2 separate regions of the Mus musculus genome follow, and region 2 is linked to region 1. Evidence: chromatin contacts called from public promoter capture Hi-C data. All regions are on one chromosome and are shown on one strand. Each heading gives the region's core, a stretch centred on a gene start, on an enhancer-like site or on the middle of the called end of the contact. The rest is flanking DNA. Distances are from core to core; before and after follow the strand shown. Region 1 holds the start of Dip2b (disco interacting protein 2 homolog B). Region 2 holds the start of Pcbp2 (poly(rC) binding protein 2).

Evidence for each region. Capture Hi-C pulls out chosen DNA fragments and counts their contacts.
Region 2: a contact with region 1 is called in a promoter capture Hi-C map of adipose tissue, with 3 times the contacts expected there. The contact joins the promoter of Pcbp2 here to the promoter of Dip2b in region 1.

The regions. Positions count from the first base shown.
Region 1 is chr15:100,037,110-100,040,360 of GRCm38.p6, reverse strand. Dip2b (disco interacting protein 2 homolog B) reads right to left here and starts at 1,697. Exons shown (of 38, transcript NM_001159361.2): 1 at 1,452-1,697. The coding sequence starts at 1,551.
Region 2 is chr15:102,468,957-102,472,207 of GRCm38.p6, reverse strand. Pcbp2 (poly(rC) binding protein 2) reads right to left here and starts at 1,576. Exons shown (of 15, transcript NM_001103165.1): 1 at 1,405-1,576. It overlaps Gm36331 (a long non-coding RNA gene), which reads left to right and starts at 1,712. Exons shown (of 2, transcript XR_384469.3): 1 at 1,712-1,953; 2 at 2,487-2,767.

The sequences.
Region 1 (3,251 bases), core at 448-2,947:
CCTATTTTTAATCTCCCCCTCATGCAAACATCCAGGGAAACCTCCCATTCTGGCTAATGAAAGCTATAGCTGATTTGTTACTGAAAGTAAATACAGAACTGTTTTAAAAGATCTGAATGGAATTCGTCACACTCGGTGGCAACACTTTCACAAGAAGATGACAAGAAAAAAACAAAACCTTAAGGGAAATATATTTTAATAAACTACTTCAAATGTTTTTTTTTTTTTAAATCTGGTAAATATTGTAACCAAAGGTATCACCGGGCAAGCAACCCAAAGGTTTCCTATCTTCCTAAACGCTTCCCCACTGATTAATTGAAAAGTAATATGTTGATAATTGCATGCAGGTGAAAAGATCACCACCCTACACATTGGGAAAGCCTTAAAGGGTTATTAAAATTAATTATTTCCTTCAATCGAGTAAGATCTGTGACACTCAAACGCACTTCTGGCTTTTCACTATAAGTGATTCTCAAAAAGGTTTGAAAAAGCCCAGTGTCGTGACAAGTTAACAAAAAGTCGGAACTAGAACGCTCCTGGGAACTTGATCACATTCCTTACTCTTTTCCAATCAACAGTTTTTAGTGAACTTGAAAAATACTGGGGAGGGTCTTTGGCAAGGAATTCAACAATATGCAACTCTGGAGACATCAGCGAAGTGTACGGAAACCAAGCGCGGAGAAAATGCTGCTTTTGTTCAGAGGCCGCCTGCGATAAAAACAGGAACTTTACAGAGAAGCTGATCTCCACAGCACATTCGCCTGACCACATGCCCACAGCCGGCATTGAGGTCCTCATTGTTATCCAAGGCACTTCTCTTGTAACAGAGCCCAGATTTAGTCCATGTTTGAAATTATCTACACAAACCCAACCCTCCCTGTACCAATCCATTGTCAAAAGAAAGAGGGTGCCGGCCAGGATTTGCATGTACCCGGTAGCCACCTCTACAAAGACTCCAAAAGGTGACCAGATAGGAAAACCTAGACTGAATGCAGGTGGCAAGAAAAGCCTGCTGCTCCCAAGGACAGAGGCGGTCTAGAGGCAGCGGATCGGGGGGTCTCTGGGTTAGCGCCACCGCTTCCGACCTCCCTCGGACCCTCAATGGCTCCCCCGCTCCTTTCTCACGCCTGTCACTGGTGAGGCACCTCGCATTGTTAGAGAAGCAGGAAGACGTGCAGCTGCGGCGTCCCCCTGCGCCTCGTTCTGAAGCCGGAGCGAGGGGACAGGCGAGCGGCCCTTCGGGAGCAAGGCAGCAGAGGGGCAAGGTGTCAGCCGGAGGGCGCAGCTTTGTCTCCAGCTGACCCGTCCCCGGGTCCTGCGGGGCCCCCCAGGGACAACAATGAAAGCCCAGCCGCGCTTCGCGGGTGGGGAGCGGCGAGCCCCGCCAGCCCAGCCGCCCACAGGCCGCCGCCCGCTCGCCCGCTCGCCCGGCCCGCCGCGCGCTCGCCTACCCTCAGACAGCTCCAGCTCCAGCTCAGCCAGCTGCGCCCGCACCTCGGGGGGCAGCGCGGCCACCGCGGCCGGCGACGGCTCCAGGCCTCGCTCCGCCATCGCGGCTGCGCCAGCCACACTCCGGAAGACGAGAGGGGGCCGAAGGAGGGACGGACTGACGCGGGCCCACACCCCGGCTACAGGATCCGGCTCCAGCCGCCGAGAGCCGCCGGCGCTGCCGCTGCCGCCGCCGCCGCCGCCGCCATGAGCGAGGGTCACGTGAGCGTGCGGCCCCGCCCCCCGGCCTGGAGCTCGTCCCGCCCCGGAGACGCAGGACGGGCGTGGCTACAGCGCCCTCTACCGCGGATCTTGGAGAGCGCAGGCTGCCGTCGCCTGCTCTGCTCTCCTTGGGAAGATGCGGCACCTGCTGCATATGACGCCTACCTTCCACAAACTCTCAAGCAAGAGGACTCCGGGACGTTGCCCTTACTTCTTCCAGTCCCTCTCACTCGGGAGAGCATGCATCTGTCATGTCTTTTCCCCCATTTTCCCTGATGGACCTGCCTACAGGCCACATCCTTCATCTACCCCAGATTCTGGATTATGCCTGCCAACAACTCTTTGATTTCTTTTTCGGTGCTTCTTGTAATCCCAGCACTCAGGAGGTGGAAACCGGAGGATCTGAAGTTCAAGGTCATTCTCTCCTCAGTGAGAGCCAGCCTGGGCTACATGAGACCTGTCTCAAAACACAAGAAAAAAGATCACAGTCGAACTTGCTTCATCTTGCCTTGACTCCTAAAGACTTATAAAAAGAACTTCTGTGGGAATAGGGGTTGGGGACATGGTTTCATTGTTACAATCGCTGGCTGCTTCTGCAGAAGGCCTAAGCTCAGTTCTCAGCACTGGGCGTCTAATGCCAGCTTGAGGACCTCTGCAGACCTCTACACACACGGCTACATACACCGCATTCGGTATAATGGTGCACGCCTTTTATCCCAGCACACAAGAGGCAGAAGCAGGCTAATCTCTGAGTTTGAGGCCAGCCTGGTCTACATAGTGAATTCCTATTCAGCCAGGGCTACACAGTTAAGACCCTGTCTGGAGGAGCGAGGAACGGAGAGGGGAGGGGGAGGAGAGGAAGAGGAAGAGGAAGAGGAAGGGGAAGAGGAAGGGGAAGGGGAAGAAGAGGAGGAGGAGGAGGAGGAGGAGGAGGAGGAAGAAGAAGAAGAAGAAGAAGAAGAAGAAGAAGAAGAAGAAGAAGAAGAAGAAGAAGAAGAAGAAGAAGAAGAAGAAGAAAGAAAGAAAGAAAGAAAGACATCTCTTTATGCAGTCTTGCCTGACCTGGAACTCTCTACTCAACCGACAAAGGACAAAGATCCACTTTCATCTGCCTCCTTGCTGAGTGTTGGAATCAAAGACGTGCCCTAGCTTGATGGGGAGTTGGGGATAGCTTTTTTTTTTTTTTTTTTAGCCACCTCAGTATGTAACCTATATGTAGTCCAAAAGTACTCATTCTAGTTTAGTATATATAAGGAAGGCCAAAAAAAAAAAATCCCTGTATTCTTTTTCCCCTCTTTTATTATTATTATTTTCTTTATTTACATTTCAAATTTTACATTCCTGTATTCTTACCAAAAACTATTAAGATCTTTATTTTACATTGTAACTTTTGTGTTTAGTATTGAAATTTTGTCACAGGGAGACAACTGATTTATGATTTTTTTCCCCACTGTGTGCATGGGGGGGGGGGGGGTGGCACACACAGCCTGAGGGGATCCTAGTGTCTCTTTCTTTCCAAGGTGCTCCAAAATGGAAGCTGG
Region 2 (3,251 bases), core at 327-2,826, 2.4 Mb before region 1:
GAAATTTCTCCAATAGCATGGCAAGTATTCATCCCTTCAAATCAGTATCAATGATTTCTCTCCTCCTACAACTAATTTTGTCCCTTCATAAAACCAGTCAGTTTTCACTTTGCCATAAACACACACAATACACATACTGTTGGGTTTTTTGTTTTGTTTTTTTGAGACAGGGCCTCACTATGTTGCCCAGTACTGAATGTAACTATTAACACCAGGCTGGCCTCCAAACTCTGAATCCCAAGTCCATACTTTAAGTATGTTTAAAGCACTTTAAAGTGACTGTCACACCACTCTATATAATGCAAACTATCTTCTGGTTACTTCAGGATGTAAGTGATTACATAAATGCATCCCTAAAGCACATCAGTTCCCTATTTCCAGAAAACAGTTAATTGCTGTCAAAAAAAAAAAAACCTCACAAATCAACATCTCATTTATGGAAAAACAATGCTTGTTCACTGAGTCTGCAAGATTAACACCCCCTCATACAGTATAAAACTGTTAGTTCCACTTCCCCACTGTTATATTAATCACCTTAGAAATACAGTTATACAAGTTCAAAAGGCAAAGAAACTGAAAACCTAGCTACAAATTCATTTCTTAAGTAAAGCACGAAGATGTATTTTTTTTAACTCCAAGTCATGTAAGTAATCTGAGAAACCTGTCAATTCCTCTCCTGAGTAGGTCAATCTAAGTGTACCCCATCCTGGGAATCCAGCTGTTAATCCTGCAGTCAATTACCCCTCTATAAATAGCTCGGTCTGGTTTATAGCGGCAGGCATTTTGTAATTTCAAAATTCGTTACCCGAGAGAACGTCAGAGTAACTCGGTAACAGGGAGTCCGCCTACCCTTTAACTCTGCAGCTCCCCACTCCCCTCCCCCGCCCGGGTCATCCAAGCATTTTCCACTTAAAAAAAAAAAGCCCCCCCCCTTTCCCTTGACTGGGAAAGGGGGTGAATAAACGGTTCGGTCAGGGGGGGGCGCTGCGACCCAGGGGGAGGGGCCGGACAAGCAGCGCCTCCTCGTGTGTCTGCGCCAGCGCCTGACCCCCGCGGGGAGCCGCGCTCACCCGCCCCGCCAGCAAGCCGGCCATCGCCTCCCCAACCCCCCTCAACCAACAAATCCACCGCCGCCCCCCCTGCCGCGCGCGCGCCCTCCCTGACTCCTGCGCAGCCGCCACCGGGAGGGAGGGGGGAGGGGGCAGGCTCTGCGCGAGGCCTACTAGGCCGCGCCGGAGCCAGGGCCTCGCGTGAATGCCCGGGCAGGCAGAGTGAAGTAGTAGACGCTCATGCGGGTCTACGAGAGGCCGAGGCTCCAGAATAGGGCCGGAGTCCGCCAAGAAGGATGTCACGAGTGGAAGAAGAAGCTATTGCCGGCGGCGGAGCAGAAGATTTTAAGCTTACCTGGAGGCGCGAGTCGACTGAGGGGAAAAGGGGAGCGGGCGGGAAGGGGAAGGGCGGGAGGCCGGGGGCGGAACAATAGGGGCGGGCGGGAAGGCGAGGGGGGCCCCGCTAGCGGGCGGAGGAGGGGGGGGTGAGGAGGAGGAAGGGGGAGAGAGACCCCGGGGCGGGTGGAGGGCGGCGGAGGGCGGGCGGGCGGGCGGAGGGCGGGCGGGCGGGAGAGGGCGCAGGCTGCGGCTGCTCCGGCTGCTGCCTCTGCTGGTCTGGGAGGGGGACGGGGCGGAGCGGGCCGCTTTCAACCCCGCGCACCCTTCGACCCCGGAAGCGCTAACCGCCCCGGGGGCCGGCGAGTCGACTGCGTCGTCCACACTTTCCCCACGCAATGCGGACCGCCTTCCCGGAGCCTAGAGCGGCTCCTTGGACAGCGTCGGCACCAGCGAGACGGCCAGTAACCAGCGGCGAGGTCTGAGATAGAGCGGCAGCGCAGAGGCGCGGAGGATACCAGTGGCCTCTAGCGGAAGAACTGGAAAGCTCAGGCCTAAATACGAAGAGGTGGCCAATGCTTTGGGATCAAGATAGGAGGGAGGGAAAGGAAAATAACAGTTGTCTAAAATAAAAAACGAATGGCCAGACTGAAAGTGTCAGGCAAACTGCTTACTCTAAAAATAATCCACTTTAGTGAGTGCAGAAGAAATGAAAACATCATTATTTTGCAGCCCAGATACTGAATCAGGCAATAATAATTATAATAAAGAATTAAAACGTAAAAGAATGTTCTTAAATCAGACGGTGGTGGTACCCAACTTGATTCCAACACTGGAAAGGCAGAGTCAGGAAGATCTCTGAGTTCGAGTCCACCCTGGTCTACAGAGTGAGTTCCAGGACAGACAGGGCTTTTTAGAAATCAAAAGAAAGAAAGAAAAGAAAAAAAAAAAGAAAGAAAGAAAAGTAACTTTAAAACTTCACTGTATTAGGACAACATTGATCATGTGAATATCTCACTATTATATAAGAAGTACTGTATAATCTAGAATTCCTGCCCAAATTGGTTAATCTTTTTATTAAGTCTAATTATCCATTTATAGGAACGAAAGAACAAGTTAAACATCAGTACAAGAAGGTACTCTGTGGCCAAGCACAGTGTGTGATACAAGCTGATACCATTGGGGAACTTAAGGATGACAAAGGTGAACCTCAGGCCACCTTGGACTGTAGAGCAACGCTGCTTTATTGTTGCCTGTTGCTCCTTAAAAAAAAAAAAAAAAAAAAAAAAAAAAGACATCTTGAAAACACAGAATTTTGTACACAACACAAGACAACTATCCTGGTGTCTTTAAAAAGGCAATAAACCTTTTTTTAAACGGTTTGTATGTGTGTATACAAACTGAGTGTGTGTGTGTGTGTACTTACACCACAGCAGGCAGGAAGAAGTCAAAGGAGGATTTTCAGGAGGAGTCAGTTTTCTCCTTCAACCAAGCGGGTCCTGAAGATCGGACTCAGGACATCAGGCGTGATGGCAAACGCCCTTTCCATCGCACTGGCTGTTAGGACTGGGACGATGTCTCAATAGTTCTCCAACTGTTCTCCCAGAGATTCAGTGTTCAATCACCAGTACCGACATAGGATCTCACAGTTCCATGGGATACAACACCCTCTTCTGGATTCCACAGGCACTTGCACACAAGTGGTGCACATATATACATGGCAGGTAAAACCCATACAAAATAAATAGGTACATCTGTAAGGAGTCCGAGGCACATGCAGGTAAAAGGCAGGCAGATCTTTTGAAGTCAGCCTGATCTACATGGCAAGTTTCAGGACACTGAGAGCTACATAGTGAGATTCACTCT